Regions from separate parts of the Mus musculus genome. Here regions 2, 3 and 4 are each linked to region 1. Evidence: chromatin contacts called from public HiChIP or PLAC-seq and promoter capture Hi-C data. All regions are on one chromosome and are shown on one strand. The core of a region is the stretch at or near the end of the contact, and the rest is flanking DNA. Distances in the headings are between cores, read along the strand shown. Region 1 holds the start of Aar2 (AAR2 splicing factor homolog). Region 2 holds the start of Sla2 (Src-like-adaptor 2). Region 3 overlaps Soga1 (suppressor of glucose, autophagy associated 1). Region 4 holds the start of Spag4 (sperm associated antigen 4).

Region 1 (3,295 bases), core at 169-2,668:
AGTTGGAGGTTATTTGTCTTCTGCTCTGTCAGCCATTGTAGCTACAGCCAGTCTTGGTAAAGTCACCCGAAGAAGAGACTGAAGGCCTTTGAGAATCCTGCCTTTATAGATAAACAAGCTTACAATCAGGTCGGGAAAGTTGGCAGTACAAGATTAGAGGAGGGTCACATCTTGGCTATGGTTAGTGAGGAGATTAGAAGTAGTATCTATGTATCTCCCAGTAGCTCTGGCTCATGGTGGAGTTCTGATGTACAGAACCACTGAGCACAAGGTTAGTGTACTGGCTCTTCCTGGTTGTCAACTTGACTATATCCGGAATGAACTACAATCCAGAATTGGTAGGCTCACAGTGACCCTAATCTGGAGGCTGGGAGATGCAAGTGTCTGACCTGGATAATGGCATGGAAATCTTGAGGCATAGTGGTTATGAATCCGAGAAGATTAAGACAGGGGAGATCTCTGAGTTTAAAGTCATGTGGGACAAAGCAAGTTCCAGATCCAGGTGTGATGGCACACACCTTTAATCTGGGCACACACTTTCTGCTGGAGACCTACATAAGGACATTGGAAGAAGGAAGATTCTCTCTCTCTCTTGTTCACCTGCTTGCCTTGTGGGACTGAGCAACTGCTAGATCCTTGGATTTCCATTCACAGCTGCTGCTCACCATTGTTGGAGAGCTGGACTACAGACTGTAAGTCATCAACAAATTCCCTTACTATATAGAGACTACCCATAAGTTTTGTGACTCTAGAGAACCCTGACTAATACAGCAAGGCCTATGGATAGTCATTTACTATACACATCATTTGATTTGTTATTAAATACACAGTACATTTATGAGGGCTATGTGCTAGGTTCTAAGGAAATAGAGAAGAAAAAGACAGTCAGGTTTCCTCACTCAGTGCACATTTATAGCTTGACTGCTGTATTCTGTAAGGCCTGGAAAACACTGGGTGGTCATTTCCAGAGGAACTGCTGTGTTTGCGTTTGAAGGGACTGGTTCTCCCTTCAGGCAACAGCCTTGGTTCTGAAACTAGGGATGAATGTGTCTGGAAGCCGGGACTTGGAGATAATAGGGAACTTTTGACATGGTGACCGGCATAGGAAATGTGGCTAAAGAGGACCAACCATGACTGAGCCAGTCTGTGGCTACTGTGTGCCAACACCTGAACCATGCTTTGGCCAGCCCGTGTCTGCTTGAGACCAAAAGGACTGTGGATGGTGAGTATGTTTCTGGACGGGGATATAAAGTGGATAGTTTAATTAAAGTCGTTATTTATAATTCGGGAAGTAAAACGAAACAGTAAGAAGAAAATGAAGTGCTTATCGTGAGGAACCTGGAAGCACGGGCCATTTCTTCTGAGACTCGGGGCTCCGCCGGACTACTTTTTCCGTAGCACCTATCCGGCACCAAAGCAGCCGAACTTCCGTCCCGTTTCCGCGGAACCGGAGCTTGAGGTGCTACGGTGAGTGTCGGCCCTCGGTGCGCCTTTCGGCCTCCGGTTTCCTTGTGTGTGGTCGGGCCACCTCGCTTCTTGTCTCAGAATCGCGCTGGCGGAGTCTGGCTTTGTGAGCTGGTGTCTGAGGAGGCCTTTCTTCCTGAGAACCCGTCCCTGAGGACACCGTGGTCAGGGTCTCTGGGGCTCCCGAAGGAACTTCCCCCCACACCCCTTTAACTGTAACCAGAGAACGAGACTCACTCGAGCTGGATCTGCGTGGCTTCCGGTAAGTCACCTACCCGGCTTCCTGGCTTTATTTAAAGTGCATATTATCGTAAGTTAAAAAAAAAAAATTAAGCTTCGTGTGTATGCTAGGCATCAGGGACTCGAGTCTTGTGGGCATGACAGTCTTCAACCAAGTACACAAAGTTACACACCTGTCCCTGGAACTGAACGGCAACAGGGTAGCCAGAGTGTCATCACCAACATTTGACTTAGTCCCGGGTCGAGGAGGCTTTACTAAGATTAAAAAAAGAAAAATAATTGTGTGACCAAGTGCTATGGGTAGAGTTTTCTCTGGTGTGAGGGTAAGAAAGAAGCCAGTGTGGTTAGAACAATCCTTCGGATTGGGGTGGTATTAAATTAGCTGAAGAGTTGCCCAGGGAAATTCATGCAGCGTTTTCGGGCCATTCCCTAAAGCCAGATAGAGAACGCATTGAGGACCAAGTACTCTCCACTCTTGGAAGGCGGTGAATACGCTGAGGAGTTGTCTCTGTATTGCAGGCTTGTGAAGAGTATTCGTTTGTGTTTCAGACTTTTTTTTTTTTTTACTGTGAACTACAGTCACAAGACTTTTATGCTGTGATCACATGTATATACAAGCACATGTCTTCTTGGAACCATTCCTATCCTTGTTACTTGTGGCATTCCAATAGCTTAAAAGTTCTCTTCTTGGTGCTGGAGAGATGACTTGGTGGTTAAGAGACTTGTCTGCTCTTCCAGGGGACCTGGACTCAGTTCCTAAGGGCGCCATGGTGCTAAACCCACCTCTAACTCCAGTGTCAGGGAATTCAGCATCCTCTTCTGGCTTCTGTGTAACTTTTCTCATTATTTCAGATAGCTTTCTGTCTAAAAATGATTTCCTTCCTTCTTTCTTTCTTTCTTTCTTTCGTTTTGTTTTGTTTTGTTTTTTCGAGACAGGGTTTCCCTGTGTAGCCCTGACTGTCCTGGAACTCACTTTGTAGACCAGGCTGGGCCTCGAACTCAGAAATCCTCCTGCCTCTGCCTCCCAAGTGCTGGGATTAAAGGCGTGCGCCACCACCGCCCGGCTAAAAATGATTTCTTAACTCAAGATACATCTTGCAGTTTGAAAAAGAGTGCTAATTTAGAGTCTTTTCTCCTGTTTTTTTAGGTAAAGACAATGAAGTGTGCTCCTAATATTTTTTTGTAAAAGGATTTTTTGTTTGTTTTAAATAAAAGAGTAAACATCAAGCAGCACTCGATTTTTCTGCTTGTGTATTTTGAGGCCACTTCTGTGTAAAATACAAATATCTGGTTTTCAGTAGTCTTATTCTGTGGATATTTCTTTTGGGGCCCAGTAAAGATCCTGGGTAGTGCCTGTAATCTGAGTGTTTTGTCAGTAGGATGAGTAAGTGACTTAGTACTCAGTTCAGTAAAAGTTGAAGTACTTGATTGGCTTGCATTGATTGGTTCTTGCTGAAAACATTCTTACAGATACTGCAGAGACGACAGTGTCTGCTACACAGTTGTTTTTAGCATCGAGTGCATGTGAGTGCATGATGGGGTGGTGGGTCATATGCTGGGGCAAACATGTGAAGGTTAGACAGCTTTGTGT
Region 2 (3,280 bases), core at 12-2,511, 340 kb after region 1:
GAGGGCTCCTAACGCTGACTCGGGCTCACTCTGCAGGGTCAGAGGGAGGATTGGAGGTGATCAACTTTCTTGCTCTCCTGCAGCAAGACCACAACCTTTAGGACCCTTGAACCACAGGGGACCTGATCTTTGCTGGACCCCTCCGGGACTCTGCAACATTCTCTTCCTGGTCTGGCCAAGGCATGGTAACTACTGGGGAAGATGTGGCCCAGGCAGTGGCCATTAGGCCGAGGACGAACATGTGCTGGCCACATTTGCACAAGAGATCAGATCACTTGGCCTACATCTGAGCAACTTCCTCTGTGATTAGGCGCTGTCTGTGGTGTCCCGGTGAGAGGATGGGCAGAGTGCTGGGGAAAGGCAGCAGAAACTGCACAGCACCCAGGCCGCCCTGCTTCTCTCTAACCCCCTTTTCACTGCAATGACCTCGTGTGGAGGATGAGCTGCCTGCTGCTCAGGCAGAGGTGAGAAAGTGTAGGGCTGGGAGGGCCTTCTTGTCTCCTGTGATTTTGTGGGCTTGATTTTGCATCTGGGAACTGAGCGCAGAGGATCAGTCATCTGTTTCCTCAGCTTTGCGCCTTTTCAGGCTGAGACCTGCACCCTGTGAGAGCAACTGAGATGCTGCAGGTGACAGTAATCTAGAGCCCGTTCCTTCCCTGCAAGATTCTTGGTCCAGGAGAGGAAAGTAGGCAGCGCCGAAGAGACCTCGGAGGCGTGAGATCTTAGGAAAAGTTTCCTGGAGGTAGTCAGACTCTCTGGAGGCGAGCCTACTGTGTCTCTGTGGATCCTAGAGACCTCCTTGTGCAGCTAGCCACCAGCCGTCCTCCTGGAGTGCGACTACAAAGCTCACTCCCACTCTGAGAGGACTACTCTTTTCCACCTGACCCAAGTCCACCAGAAAACAAAACAAGCATACTTACAGGTTTGCCATCAGACGTTTGATGAGGGTAGTCAGCCAATGTGCACACTGACCCGACAGGTCAGGCCTTTGCAGGTCCTAAGGTAGTCGGCATCTCAGGCCCCAGCAGCCTGGAGGATCGGTCACCAGAAAGGAGTCAGAGTAGGCTGAGGTACTGTGATCAAGCTTCTTTGTCAGCAGACAATCTCCACGAAACTAGTACAGCAGTCCTTTGCTTCTCAGAGAAACCAGATTGGGCCCTCCCACCCAGCACAGCAGGGACAAAGAGCGTGGCCTAGGGACCTGAGCCCGTGTAGACAGACCCAGGTGCTACTGCTCCTCAGAGCTCTAGCTCCCAGCTGCAGGCTCTGTGGTTCTCACAGCCCCACATTCTCCCCGCCTCTATTTCCTCTGACGCATCACATCGTAGCCCATGGAGGAACCACCTTGCCCCTTTCCTGTTTCTAGGGAGCAGCTGCTCCCTCCACCCCCACACCCCCTCCCCATGCCTCAGGCTGGAGGTCCTTCTTGGCTTTTTGGCTCCATCTGGTCCAAGAAATAAAGGTATGGGGAGAGATCAGTGAGACCTGGCCACAAGAATCACCGGAGCAGCCTTTGCAACTCTGAGTTCAAATATTCAGAAGGCACTACGCATAGGAATCACTTGGGATCTTCAATTATAGACTCTGAAGTGGGGCTCATTTCTGGTCCAGTGTGATAGCTGGGTGGATAAAGATGCTTCCCACCGAGCCTGATGACCCAGTGCGATCCTCGGGACCCAGTGGTGGAAGGAGAGAACTGACTTCTGAAAGTTGCCTTCGGGCCTCTCCTTGAGCATATCAGTGAATATCAGAGAATGATGGGAGCGGGGCGGGGGGGGGGGGGGGGGGATTCCTAACAAGCTTATGGGTAATGCCCATGTTGTTGGTGTAGAAACTGTATTTCGAAAATTCAGATTTGGGACTGATATGTAGTTTAGTAGTAGGTGTCTGCTTATTATGTCCTAGACCCTGGGTTCAATCCCAAGCACCTGAAAGATCAATGAGATTGGTCTTCAAAATATGGTAACCACAGTATCAGCTAGGAGATACTTAGGTATGCAGGCTTGTCTCAGACCCAGTGTGTCAAAACATGCCCTGGTCGTGCGCCAAGGACCAGCTTTGGCTTGGAGAGGGATTCCTGAGAGAAGGGGTGTCTGGGGGTAGCAAAAAGGAAGACTCAGGGTCAAATGGTGAGTTACAAGCTGACGGCCTATGTTCTGCTTGAGACAGCTTTCCAGATAATAAGCGTTCTCTCTCTCTCTCGCTCTCGCTCTCTCTCTCTCTCTCTCTTCTGCCCAAGACAGCTTTCTCTTGCTATTCTAAGAACTCTCTGGATAGTTCATCTCTTCCAGATCAAAAGTGCAGTCTCTTATTTACACATCAATTCAATCAGGTTCCCATGAATCCGCATCCCAGGACCCAGCCCCTTGATTGTTAGAAAGACAGCAAGCAGGACTGGAGAGATGGCTCAGGGGGTAAGAGCACTCACTGACTGCTCTTCCAGAGGTCCTGAGTTTAATTTCCATAGTGGCTCACAACCATCTGTAATGGGAGATCTAATGCCCTCTTCTGGTGTGTCTGAAGATAGCCACAGTTCTCTCTCTCTCTCTCTCTCTCTCTCTCTCTCTCAGCATAGTAATATTTCTATGTATATTCCTGTGTATATGTCCGTGGGGGTATGCATACAACATATGACAAGTGAGAGCCATACTGTCGCCTTTTCTGGAACTGAGGGAATGGAGAACCACTCTCCATCAGACCAGGAACACTTCCTGCAGATGCGTGGGTGTCTGGTAAGTGGAATCAGATGCTACAGTGACAGCACTTTCTCTCTGCAGGGCATCAGATCTCATTACAGATAGTGTGAGCCACCATGTGGTTGCTGGGAATTGAACTCAGGACCCCTGGAAGAGTAGTCAGTATTCCTAACCACTGAGCCATCTCTCCAGCCCCCTCTTAGAGTTCTTGAGTTCCATCTGACTGACTGCTGGTCACAGGCTGGCTGAAATAAATTTTTTTCAGTTCCGATGTTACTGGGGGCCGAGTGGGTTCGTGATCAGGTAGGCCAGGTTATTTATGCTGGCAGATGGTACTGTAACAAAGACCCAAGATGTCAGGAGGAGGAGCCTGGTGGAGCTCAGATACTCTTCAAGGTTCAGCAAAGATGTTCCCTTTCCCAGCCCCCCTAAGATGGTGCCCAGGGTGACATAAGGTCCCCCCACTCTGCACTCTCTGCTGCAGCTGAGTGACTGTATGTAAGGCTGCCTTGACCCTCTGCATCTGTATTCTCCTCAGAGTCTCCTTTAGAGTGGGATGGGAAATCCTGCAGAGTAGAGTCTCT
Region 3 (3,360 bases), core at 432-2,931, 490 kb after region 1:
AGAAGGGAGTCTAGCTCTTGCTCTTGCTCCTTCGCCTGCTTGCTGCGTGAGACTGAGTAACTGCTAGATCCTTGGACTTCCATTCACAGCTGCGACTGAACCATTGTTGGGAATTGGGCTGCCGACTGTAAGTCATCAATAAATTCCTTTACTATCTAGAGACTATCCATAAGTTCTGTGACTCTAGAGAACCCTGACTAATACATGCATGTATGTGTGCATATGTGTGCAGGCATGTATGAATGTGTATGCATGTGTGGTACATGGGTGTGTCCATGTGCAGTGCATGTGTGTGTACACACGTGTCTGCTTGTGTGTGCATGTGAGTCCATGTGTGTGCACTGGTGCTGGGTTACATAGCAAGACCCTGCCTTGTGTGGGCACAAGGCCTCACACGTGCTGAGCAAGTGCCTCATCACTGAGCTGCAGCCCCATCCATCACTACTTTGCTGTTATTCCCCAGTAACAACATTTTTTAGATGAGATGAAGTGGGCATGAAGCAGGCGGATCACCGGAACCTGTGAGTCTGAGGCCAGCCTGAGCAACACAGTAAGACTCCATCGCAAAAGACAAGTGTTAAGTATTTCTGGTAACAGGAATGTTGACTCTAACACGCTGCACAGGAACAGAAGAGTGGACATGGTCCCAGGCATAGCAGGTTCCTGCTGTGAAAAAAAATGTGGCCAATAATATAATTTGGCCGTCTCTGCAGTGATACGAGGCGTGTCTTGTACACCTGTTCTGTATTAAAAATCTCTGCAGATCTGGGCAAACTGTCATGTGCCTGTAATCCCAGCACTTGGAAGTTGTAGGCAGGAGGATGGTAAGTTTGAAGTAAGCATAATATAATTACTGAGACCCTGGCTCAACAAAGAAACAAAAAAAAAAAACCTCTTAAATAGAAGTCAGGCGCCTGCCCCTGCACATCGCTCTTGAACTGGGGGTTGGCGCTGTGCTTAGTCATAGCTAATCGGTAAGAATGAAGGAAACGGAGTCAAGGTGTAAATGAGCCAACACAAACAAACAAGCCTATTTTCTTCTCAGAAAACGAGATCTAAGCATCTCAGGTTGCTTCAACGTAGTCATCGTCCTCCTCTTCTTCCTCTTCTTCCTCCTCCTCCTCTTCTTCCTCTCTCCCTCCCCTTCTCTCTGTCTATCCATCTCCTGACTGGGGATCAAAGCTAAGGCTACACAGCACTACAGCTTAGCTCCTTGTCCAGACAGTGCTTTTCTTTTCTTTTTTCTTTTTAAAGATTTATTTATTATATGTAAGTACGCTGTAGCTGTCTTCAGACACCCCAGAAGAGGGCATCAGATCCCATTACAGATGGTTGTGAGCCACCATGTGGTTGCTGGGATTTGAACTCACGACCTTTGGAAGAGCAGTCGGTGCTCTTAACCACTGAGCCATCTCTCCAGCCCCAGACAACGCTCTTCCTCTTCCTCCTTCGCCATGGTTATGAGGACATCCAGACCACCTCACTAGGCAGTTGGACCCTTCAGTTCCAGGGAGTTTCCCAGGCTCAGGAGGACAGGGAACTTCTCAAAGATCAGAGAATCTTAGCAACTCTAGGGATTATAACTGTTGTGGTGGGAAAGCCGGGCCCATGGGAGTGGACATGTCGAAGGTCACACCACCAGACCAGCAGAGTGACTCAGCACTCAGGATCCCTGAGTCCATGTGACTTGTCACGGACACCGACCTCATCCTCAACCCGTGGAGGCCAGGCCAACAATCCTATGAGGCTCTGTACTTGTCTGTGGCAAACCTGACAATTTTCGAGAGTGAAATGACGTACCCGAGATCTCACAGCCAGCACCCAGAAAGTCACAGCATGAACTCAAACAGCCTAAATGGAGAGGCCATTGCTTCTCTGCTACATAAGTTAGTCATTTCAAGATGGCCTCCAGCTCAGCATTCAGGCTGCCTCAGCGTCCTGACACTGGGATTACAGTTTGATATCATGTCCCATATCCAGCTAAGCTTCCTCTAACTAAACCACGGGATTGATTCAAATTCCCTTTTCTCTTTCTCTCTCTCTCTCTCTCTCTCTCTCTCTCTCTCTCTCTCTCTCTCTCTCTTTCTTTCTTTCTTTCTTTTTTTGCCTTGGCTGTCAGAAGTTTAAATGCTTAAAACCTATACCATCCTCCTCCAAGGGCCACCCTGCCTGCTTTCAGGAGGCAATCGGCTTCCACCCAACAGCCTGCTTAGGCCTAGACCCACCTCAGAGGCATAAGAATCGTTATCTTCAGCTCGGTAGGGCCTGAAGTTCCGACTAGGGTCAGGCTTGGACTCCAAGTCCCCGGTACGGAAGGCCTCTCGGATCCTGGGCTCCCACTCAAGCAGGTCTCTGAAGTCAGGTGGCTAAAAGCAGAAGAGATCCATAGGGAGAGGCCCAAGGAGTGCAACAAAGGTCCCCACCAGGCCTCTGCCATATAATGGGCTTTGTCCACATGAGAGGGAGCCTGGGTGAATTGGCCTTCCCAGGGTGCGAGGCCACAACTCATTTGCTTATTGCATAACGAGCAGTGGGGCAAGTGGAAACATTAATTTTGTGAATGGCTCTTACGCAAAGCCCTCTGAAACAATTCTATCACCCTGTCGGTGACCCGTGTGGTCCCTGCTCACTCTTACTTCAGGAAGAGGGAGACTCAACACGGGCCTCCCCTTTCAAGAAGCGATCTGAAGCCACAGCAGCACAGCTGAAGCCACTACCCGCCCGGTCCCATGCAGTGCAGGGCCACACACAGCAATCTCCCGCCATTCTCTCAGGATGAAAACCACACCACTCCACGCTCTCTGCAGCCCAGCCTCACAACTCTGTCCTGTTCCTTCGACCTACCGTGTTCCTTCTCTCAATGATCTGAGCCCCTTCAAGATCTAGGACAAGTTCCTGGTTGATAAAAACCATTTCTCATGTCACATTCACAGGCTTGACAGATTGACTAATTAATTCCCCCTCGCTAGGCGGTGGGACCTTTCGAGTGGGGCTCCTATCCCTCCCTGGTTCTGCAGATCACCACCCATCCCGTGTTAAGCACGAAGGGTGGGGACCATCCACAAGGTATCCCAGCCTGCGGACAGGGAATGCAGGGTGTGAGGAAGCACACTGCCCAGCGACAGTAGCCATAACATGAAGCCCAGGCCCAGGAAAGGCTGTGTGGGAAGGATCAGAGGGGGCGCTCCCAGCACGCAGCCAGCCTCAAGCATCTGCGATGTGTAACTACAACGAAGGAACTGCAGCTCAATCCTATGCTTCGTTAATTTAATTTTTAAAATTTGTCTTGGGAGTTTTGGGTTGTTTCTGTTCTGTACTGGGGATAGAACCTGTGCCGCCAACTAAGGCTGATCCTTTACC
Region 4 (3,252 bases), core at 212-2,711, 480 kb before region 1:
CTTTCTCTCTCTGTCTCTCTGTCTCTCTGTCCCTCTGTCTCTCTCTCAGCTGGGAGTTGTGGTACATGCCTTTACCTCAGAGCTTGGGAGGTGGGGGAGGCAGGCAGATCTGAGCTCCAGACTGGCTTTGGCTGCATAGTGAGACTCTGTTTTAAAAGTGAATAGGAGGGGCCATAATAAATGTTTTAGTGTGTTGGATGATGCTCTGTTCCTTCCTAATATTTACTGCTTCCCTAAATACTAGGGCACTTACCAGGCTAGACCCGTCTAGGTACTGCAGGATACAGAAGTGAACAAAATCTAGGTGCCATTGTAGCTGGTCATGATGGACATGATGACATGCCCATAGTCTCAGGCTTGGGAGACTGTACCGGGAGTATGGTCCTGACTCGGGACCATCCTGGGTTATATATCCAGTACCAGGCTAGCAAAAGAATCAAAGCAAAACCTCTTGTCTAAATTACATAGGAGATTGGGGCAATGTCATAATCAATAAAATGTGCGGAAGCCCGGGGACCCATGTGCAGATACCCAGCACTGTAGGTAAAAAGCGACAGACCAGAGCTCAGGGGACTGTGATCCCGACTCTGAAGAGAGAGAAACAGCAGAATCCCTAGGACCCGTTGGTTAGCTCTCTAGTCAAACTTGTAAGAGACCGTGACTCAGAACAGAGAGGAGGAGTTGAGATGGCCCAGTGGATAAACCTCACGCTTGCTGCCTAAGCATGAGGACTTGCTTGTAAACCCCGAATCCACATAAACAGAGGGTGCTGTGGTACTTGCCTGTCACTGAAGCTCTGTGGGAGTAGGGACAAGTGGAACCATGGAGTCGTCCCAGCCCTCGTTCAATGGTTCTCAAACTGTGGGTCGGGACCTCCTTTGCAAACCTCTATCTCCAAAAGTTTATTCATAACAGTAGCAAAATTACAGGTTTTCTTTTAAAGACTTATTTATTTTATGTATATGAGTACACAGTTGCTGTCTTCAGACACACCAGAAAAGGGCATCGGATCCCATTACAGATGGTTGTGAGCCACCATGTGGTTGCTGGGAATTGAACTCAGGACCACTGGAAGAGCAGTGAGTGCTCTTAACCGCTGAGCCACCTTTCCAGTCCAACAAAAATATAGTTATGAAATAACAATGAGAATAATTTTATGGTTGGAGGTCACCCAACATGAGGAACTGTATTTAAAGGTCGCAGCATTAGGAAGATTGAGAACCGCTGGGGCCTAGTTGAAAAAACAAAACAAAAAAGTGAGCCCCAGGTTCAGAAAGAGAGAATCTATCTCGAAAGCTAAGGTGGGGAGCAGGAGAAGACAGCAGCAGAGATCAACTTCTGGATGGACACACACACACACACACACACACCCAAACCATGAACAAAAATGTATCAGGAAAGGGGGATGGGCTGCTGGCTCCCAGTGACGTCACGGGCGCTCTGTGACGCGGCTCCTCTGTGACGGTGACAACAGCACAGCAGCGGGAGGGTCGGCCGAGCCGCCGCGGGGCTCACGCAGGGTGCTACCCTGCGGCGCGAGGCAGCTGAGGAAGGGCCGAGGGCTTTGGCTGCGGCGACTTCGGCTTCCCAGAGGGGTAGCCCAGGTCAGGATGCGGCGGAGCCCCCGCTCAGGCTCGGCCGCATCCTCTCATAATCACACACCCAACTTCTACAGCGAGAACAGCAATAGTTCCCACAGCGCGACTTCGGGGGACAGCAATGGGCGCCGGTCCGCTGGGCCGGAGCTCGGGGAGCCCGAGGGCAGAAGGGCCCGGGGCTCGAGCTGTGGTGAGCCCGCCTTAAGCCCAGGAATGCCCGGAGGAGACACATGGGCAGGAAGCTCTCGGCCGAAGCTGGCGCCTCGGAGCCACAATGGGCAGACCGCCTGTGGCGCGGCAACCGTGAGGGGCGGGGCCTCGGGTGCGGGCGGGGTCGAACCCGGGGGCGAGAGGGCGGGGCGGGCTCGGGGGCGGGGCCCGGCGCGGACCTGGGTGCAGAAGCCCCGACCTGGCTCACGAGGGGACGTGCTCGACACGTGTCCCTCGGGGGCGAGCTCGGTGCCATGGCCGGTCCCGGGAGGGGGCGGAGGAAATCCTGTGCCTGGGCATGGCTGAGGAGGTGCCGCAGGGCCGGCGTGAGTGTGACCCTAGTCCGGCCGCACGGGGACTCAGACTGGGGGGCGGTTTCCACTGATTGAGACTCTCCAGCTCCGGGTCTGGGCGTGTGCAGGGAGTGTGACCTGGGGCAAAGGCCTGGACTAAAAGCCTGTTTGAGAGGCTGCCCAGCTGTTTGGCACTAGGGTCAGGAGCCTGCGCCCGGGCCCCGAGGGGAAGAGCGGGCCTGTGGTGCACAAAACCTCAATGGTGCCCTGGGCTCTTGCAGAACCGTCTGGATCTTCTGTAGTTTTGGAGGAACAACTCAACCTTCTCCCGATCCTGGATCTGAGGCAGGAGATGCCTACCCCGAGGGTGTCCAAGAGCTTCCTGAGTACGAGCCAGGCCAGCCCCATCCCCTCTGACCTTGGCACTCAGAACCCCATTTCTGCTGAGTCTGAGTCAGAGAAACCAGCCCAGATGCCCTTTGACCTCTGCTCTCGGACCCCCGCCCCTGTTCCCAGTTCTCCTCCTCGAGCCTGTGCCCTAGTGTCCAGCCTCAGCTCATTTCCCCAAACGACCCTTGCCTCCTGAGCCCCAGACTCTTGTCCTCCGCACCACCCCAGTCCCCACCCCGGCTTCTCTTGAGCCCTTCTGAACCTGCACTACCTCACCTTCATGGATCACCCTCTCTGAGCTGCTTCTCCGGTCTCCGTCCCTAGGCCTCCTCTTTCAGGTGCTGAGCATGGTGTTATCCCTGGCAGTCGATGGGCTGGTCTGTGTGTGCAGGTCAGAGGGAACGGCAGGGCTCAGGGAAGGGCAGCAGGGCTGGCCCCACCCAGGCTAGAGCAGATCCAGATCTGCTTGAGTTCCCAGAAACTGGGCGGGTCTAGGACCCCCACGGTCGAGGCTTGAGTGGTTCAGGGCCTCTAGGCAGCAGCTTCCACTCCTGTTCTTTAGGGAAATCTGCTCCATCCGCTTCCTGTTCACTGCTGTGTCGCTCCTGAGCATCTTTCTGGCAGGTGAGGAGCATCGATTCCCTGGGACCCAGCTCTGCAGGTTTGGGGCCAAGTCCAGCCCCCCCCCCCCGAACTCCGTCTTGGTGGCCTTCAGCCCATTCTAGTGACCCCCCCCATCTTGGTCTCCCGAGTGTGCTCCG

The links. Promoter capture Hi-C pulls out the DNA fragments that hold promoters and counts their contacts. HiChIP or PLAC-seq counts read pairs in DNA pulled down with a chosen protein or histone mark.
Region 2: a promoter capture Hi-C map of the HPC-7 cell line shows a contact between it and region 1. The contact joins the promoter of Sla2 here to the promoter of Aar2 in region 1. A contact is called at or near these places in 1 of 39 promoter capture datasets (the HPC-7 cell line and HPC-7-derived erythroid cells) and 1 of 9 other capture datasets (embryonic stem cells).
Region 3: a contact with region 1 is called in an H3K4me3 HiChIP or PLAC-seq map of bone marrow-derived macrophages, with 5 times the contacts expected there. The contact joins the enhancer-like site here to the promoter of Aar2 in region 1. A contact is called at or near these places in 3 of 39 promoter capture datasets (HPC-7-derived erythroid cells, hippocampal neurons and pre-B cells), 2 of 484 Hi-C or Micro-C datasets (the HL-1 cell line and the P5424 cell line), 2 of 115 datasets of contacts at active chromatin or transcription factors (bone marrow-derived macrophages and large pre-B cells) and 1 of 9 other capture datasets (liver).
Region 4: a promoter capture Hi-C map of pre-B cells shows a contact between it and region 1, with 2.6 times the contacts expected there. The contact joins the promoter of Spag4 here to the promoter of Aar2 in region 1. A contact is called at or near these places in 5 of 39 promoter capture datasets (cranial neural crest, liver, maxillary cranial neural crest and 1 more) and 1 of 9 other capture datasets (adipose tissue).

What each region holds. Positions count from the first base shown.
Region 1 is chr2:156,546,158-156,549,452 of GRCm38.p6, forward strand. Aar2 (AAR2 splicing factor homolog) reads left to right here and starts at 1,419. Exons shown (of 4, transcript NM_026661.4): 1 at 1,419-1,726.
Region 2 is chr2:156,885,960-156,889,239 of GRCm38.p6, forward strand. Sla2 (Src-like-adaptor 2) reads right to left here and starts at 1,262. Exons shown (of 8, transcript NM_001356495.1): 1 at 921-1,262.
Region 3 is chr2:157,034,945-157,038,304 of GRCm38.p6, forward strand. Soga1 (suppressor of glucose, autophagy associated 1) reads right to left here. Exons shown (of 15, transcript NM_001164663.1): 6 at 2,226-2,366. Among named protein-coding and RNA genes, the nearest start is that of Dsn1, 30 kb to the left of the region's middle. Within about 2 kb of position 1,682, at least 52 of the 459 cell types and tissues checked have an H3K27ac peak or open chromatin away from gene starts, as enhancers often do. A contact at or near this core is called in the HL-1 cell line and bone marrow-derived macrophages, where this site is marked.
Region 4 is chr2:156,063,752-156,067,003 of GRCm38.p6, forward strand. Spag4 (sperm associated antigen 4) reads left to right here and starts at 1,462. Exons shown (of 12, transcript NM_139151.4): 1 at 1,462-1,920; 2 at 2,383-2,487; 3 at 2,816-2,882; 4 at 3,054-3,115. The coding sequence starts at 1,611. Gm39970 (a long non-coding RNA gene) reads right to left here and starts at 863. Exons shown (of 3, transcript XR_866890.1): 1 at 254-863.